Linked DNA regions of Zea mays: region 1 is linked to region 2. The links are chromatin contacts, called in public Hi-C maps. All regions are on one chromosome and are shown on one strand. Each heading gives the region's core, a stretch centred on a gene start, on an enhancer-like site or on the middle of the called end of the contact. The rest is flanking DNA. Distances are from core to core; before and after follow the strand shown. Region 1 holds the start of LOC100216951. Region 2 holds the start of LOC109942625 (GRF-interacting factor 10).

The links. A called contact is a pair of places that touch in the nucleus more often than the background predicts.
Region 1: a Hi-C map of tassel shows a contact between it and region 2, with 1.7 times the contacts expected there. The contact joins the promoter of LOC100216951 here to the promoter of LOC109942625 in region 2. A contact is called at or near these places in 3 of 25 Hi-C or Micro-C datasets (ear, leaf and tassel).

The regions. Positions count from the first base shown.
Region 1 is chr9:132,228,183-132,230,882 of Zm-B73-REFERENCE-NAM-5.0, reverse strand. LOC100216951 reads left to right here and starts at 1,352. Exons shown (of 4, transcript NM_001143333.2): 1 at 1,352-1,559.
Region 2 is chr9:132,023,879-132,026,578 of Zm-B73-REFERENCE-NAM-5.0, reverse strand. It overlaps LOC109942625 (GRF-interacting factor 10), which reads left to right and starts at 1,425. Exons shown (of 3, transcript XM_020544741.2): 1 at 1,425-1,507; 2 at 2,001-2,700. The coding sequence starts at 1,425. LOC100285006 reads right to left here and starts at 937. Exons shown (of 5, transcript NM_001372158.1): 1 at 678-937; 2 at 134-541. The coding sequence starts at 455.

The sequences.
Region 1 (2,700 bases), core at 103-2,602, 200 kb before region 2:
GGTAAGGCGATTTGGTCGAGGTCGCTGCACGACAAAGTCTGCCCGAGCCAGGCTTCGGGCGAGCCAAGGGTGCGCCCACTGCCTGAGGAGGCCCTCGGGCGAGGCGTGAATCCGTCCGGGACTACTGTTCCCGTCCGAGGCCGGGCTCGGGCGAGGCGAGATCGCGTCTCTTAGTAGACGAGGCCTTGACTTGAACCGTGCTTAATCAGTCTTTGCAGTTTGTTCTGAAGATATTTTCCGGCCAGGTTAAAGAGCATTGGAGGTACCCATAATTACGGTCCCCGACAAATATTTATCGAATAACTTATACGCCGTCACAACGCACAGGCACATATCTAGTCCATAACATAACTTGATAGTGATAATTCTACCAGATTGGATTGTTTTTCTTCTTCCAAGTTTATTATATTGAAATGCGTGTTTGGGTTGCGAGTTGCTTGCAATTTCATATAGCTGCGACCCTACGACTACCAAGATACATTGGCACATCTGGCTGTGGCCTACGAAGATATTAAACACAAAAGGAAGAGATCATGCCCAAACAGGAAAACATTAAAAAAGAGATAAGGAAAAAGAATTAGAGAATACATCCGATTCAATCAATCATGTTCATACAACCGTGTAATCATGCGATCTGGTACGTTTGATCAAAATCAATCTAACGATGGCCGCTATTTTACATTGATCCCTTTTCGTCCGAAATCTAGTAACTATTTTATATTTAACCTCTTTTACATAGAATATCAAATCATAATTGGATTTTTATACCGTGTAATCAAGCGATCTAGTACATTTGATCAAAATCTTACGATAACTACTATTTTATATTTAACCTCTTTTACTTAAAATATCAACCATAATTGGATTTTGATATGCACGGGATCGTTTAATTGCACCATCGCACATGATATGTTTCTAAATAAATAAGGTTCCGTTTGGTTCCTTTAAAATTTCCATATTAAGATATAGGAGTCACTCCACTCTTATTCTGTTGGTAACCAAACATCCAGAAAATTGAAATAAAGTCACTCTATTATTCACCTGACTAAATTTTAGTGATTAAAGTTTAGTAACTAAAATACCTCGTTTGGTTCTAGTGACTAAATCTGATTAAATAGTATTAATTGGTGCCAATAATAACTGCATTATTTCTATTAATTAGTGGATGTCAAAAAAAATGAGAGGTCAAATAAAATAAAAAACCTGCTGACTAAAGAGATTAAAAATAACTAGTCACCTAAACCTAAGAAAAGAGAAACTGCCAAAAAAAAAAGGGACAAAAGTCGGCCCAGGAGTCCAGGACAAGGTCCCTGCGGGTGCGCTGCGCTCCCTCCGAGCCCGAGCCCGAGCCCGAGGACCGGGCTACTGCCGTCCGCCGCAAGCCCCGTCCTGCACTCCTGCATCCGTTCACGTTTTACCCCGTCCGGCCGTCCCCCTCGTTCTTTCTCTCCCCCTTCTCTCTCGCTGCGACGACTGGGTAGGCTGCCGCCGCCGCCCTACGCCAGGTCCCGAGGACCAAGGCATTCGTATTCGTCAGTCTCTTCGCCGGGCGACGCCAGGTATTCCTACACTTCTCTTCCCTTCCTGTTGTGTAAAACAGAGCACCCAAACCCTAACTTGCTAACTTCGAACTTTTTGCAAAAAAATTATCGTGTGTACCATGTCCCTTAACGTTTCGTTTGACAAGTTAGGGGTACAATACAATCCACAGAAGAATCAATACAGAGGGGGATTGGGTGATCCCTCTCCCACCACCCAAGCCCCTCCTTCCTTGTAGGACCTAACCTATTTTATTTGATTGCCAATTTAGGGTTGGCTTCGATTGATATGGATTTGCATGTATCTGAGTATTTGGCTCATGGCTGAGGCAAGTTTAGACCATTTGACTGTGTACATGATAAAATCAGTGTAGCAAACAAAATATAATATCATGATTTATGGAGAAAAACCGTAACATTTTTCCCTTGCACAATAAGATACTGATTGAGACATCGAGTGTCATGTATACAGAGACAACTTTGACTCAGTAATACACTAGACATTGTGTCTAGTTAGGCCCAACACTCAGTAACTTGGTCCATATACCAAACTTACTCTCTTAGAAGAATAATTATACAAGTAGAAATAGACAGCAACAGCAACACAAATATTCCGTCAAGGCGTCAACTAAGACTGGCATTGCCGCAGCTGAGAGGTGGACTATGAAGCGGCAATGCCTGCACTCTGTGAGACTGAGAGCACAAATGAATCGATAAAAGTGGTCACAGTAGCCAAGGAACTCTGAACTGAAAAAAACAAATATAAATACAACATTTGTTGAGTAAAAAACGATGATGACTGAAAACTTCATGATTTGCATTTTGCAAAGAGCACACAACTATTAAGATACTAACAGTAAAGGATTTTAAGAAGATCTCGTTTTTGGGGCTAAGCAAAATTAAATCAGTGTTTCGCTAAAAGGGAATTAAATCGGTGCTATATCAGTACATAACAAAAGAATGCTGGACAAAAACATGCTTTTTGCTTGTACTCGGAGAAGTGTAAGACAAGATTATGTTTGACCACTGAACATATATGCATAAATATAACTATGTTGAGTTCTTCCAGCATACCGTCCACAGAAAATTTCAGCTAAAATTGAGAATTACTAAATTACAAAAACTATTTGAAAGTATCAATTTTGCACTAGCTAGTAGGATA
Region 2 (2,700 bases), core at 176-2,675:
AGCAATCAACGTTAACTCATATGCACAGCTTGCATATCTGAATATCAGATGTATCGATTGTAAATCCGATAGCATAGCTTGATTGCTACTGTTTGATCTAAAGCATGAACTTCAACAGCGGTAGAGGCCTTACTCCTCAAGTGGTTGAAGAGATGGTCATTGATGTAACGCGCTGTCTCCGGGCCACCGTGCCCATCGTAGACCCCGACGAAGGTGCCTTGCAGTCCAGGCTCCGATGTGCTAAGCGGCCCGGATTCAACCTGGCTATGGTCCTCCAATAGGTTATTGGCCTGGACCACGGCCATGGAGAACTCACCATCGACGACCTGCCCGCCGTCCTTGTACCACAGGAGCCCGTCCTGGCGGCCGGTGGCATCCGATCCTTTGCGGGGACGCCCAGCCGGTGATGCCGGACCCCAGCAAGATTTCAAATAATCCATCAGAGCTGATAGCATCCCTCATCTCCGGCGCCTCCCCCACCTTTGCCCTTTCCTTCTGCAGTAACTTGTTCTCGCTCCGTTGCCCCCAGCAAAATCTGCAACTGGAACCAAACAGGACCCACGTGAAGATCAACCATCGCGCATTTCTAGCACCCAAATTGCGTGATCATAGGGAGGAAGACCAACGAGTCCACCATACTTTCCTTGCATTGGGAAGGGAAGCAAAAAAGGAATTACCTTTTCTCGGATACTTTCCCTACTAGCTGCGTGCTCGGATTGCTGCGCCTCCGATCTCACAGCCAGAACACGGAGCCTCAGATCTGGAAACCTATCGATCTCGACCGCTGAGAAGGCAGCAAAGATTGGGTTTTTGTAGAAACGGTGGGCTCCTCCGCGGGGTCCAAAAGAAGCAACCACGAAACCGAACCAAAAAGACAAAAAAGATGGGCTCTTTCGCTTTGTTTCCCTCCTCCTCCCAAATCTCTCAGACTCGATCGAAGAACAGACAGGTAGATCAGAGCATCCTCTCCGATCCACAGGATATATGGAGAGCGCAAGCAAGCAAAGTTTGAGAGGGACTCTCAAAAATTACAGCTACAGGAGAAGCGACCAGACCAGGGAAGAGGGAGGAAGCTTTCTCTCTCCGACCATTCCCCTTCCAAATTTTATTATTCCTATTTTCTATTCGTATTTAAATATATCTCTCTTAATTATTATTTCCTTTATTTTACCTTCTTTGTCCAGCTTCCTTTTTACTATTTAACTAACATATTTGATTTTTTACATCAATTTTAGTTTTAAAAATCAATAAAGTATTTGTAGTACCATACTATACATTGTTATTTATTAATTAAATTTAAGTTAATTAATACTAAATATAATTTATTAGTGGTGAGGGAGAAAATTTGTTCAGCGCGAGGGGGTCATCACGGGGACGTCATTAGACGTGTGGACGCCCCACGTACATCGGGTAGTAGACTAGGCATGGAGAGATTAGAGGGCCGTTTGAAGGCCAACAAGGCATCACTCAGAGGCCCAACCAGTCCTAATTTCTCTCGGGAGTGGCGGTGACTACTTACCAGCTTAGGCCCCGTTTCAATCTCACGGGATAAACTTTAGCTTTCTGCTAAACTTTAGCTATATGAATTAAAGTGCTAAAGTTTAGTTTCAATTACCACCATTAGCTTTCCTGTTTAGATTACAAATGGCTAAAAGTAGCTAAAATAGCTGCTAAAGTTTATCTCGCGAGATTGGAACAGGGTCTTAGTCTACAGGTTCTAATTTCTCTTGGGAGTGGCGGGGTGACTGCTTGTCTAGTGCTACAGTAGTGTTGTGGTTCCATGGCACATAAAGAAAGTGAGATTTCAGAAATACCATTAAAATTTATCCTATCATAAAATATTATTAAAGTAAGCATCTGTTCTACAATCTAGTATTACTTTAGTCTATATCATATTGAATGTTTAGATATTAGTTAGAAGTATTAAATCTAGTTTAATTACATAAATAAGGGCTAAACGTCAAGGCAAATCTCTACTACTACTTAAGTGTCTAATGTAGGCGTCCACACCCTAGACGGTGCACTGTTCTGCCATCCCGCCCGCACGCCGCGCTCAACGATCCTCCGCAAGCGCGCAGATCCCGTCTCCGCGCCGCAATCTGCGCCGCCATCAAGGGTCGCGTTGCCGCCCTCCCCGCCCCGCATAATGTCAGCCGCGACAGACGCCGCACGGCCCCCGACTCGACGCTCTGCGCCCCCTCTCCCCCCGGCGAAGAAGCTGGCGAGAACGGAACGGAGAAAATGGATGCAGAGCTTGAAGCCAAAGCCGTCGAGGCCAAGGCTGAAACGGTGGCCACGGAGTCAGAGGCGAAGCCTGACGCCTCAGATGAAGAAGCTGGTGGGACTGGCTCAGACCGCGAAGCAGATGTCAAGGGTGCTGATCCGAAGGCAAAAGCGGAGGAGTCCGATGGCGAGGATGAGGGAGCCACCGCCGTGACCGACGACGATAGTGAAGAGGAAGCTGCTGAGACGGTCGAAGAGGATGGTGGTGAATCCGACACCGAAGGTGATGCTGAGGAATCTCCTCCATCCCCTCCTCGCCGCAGTCGCCGTCGTAAGCGAGCGGCCACTCCCGATGACGAAACAGAGGAGAACCCTACGCCGTCGCGTCGCCGGTGCCGTCGGAAGTCAGGGGAGCGTGGTGACTCCCAGCCGCCACTTCCTGACCACCTCCGTTGCCGTCGCAGCGACGGGAAGAAG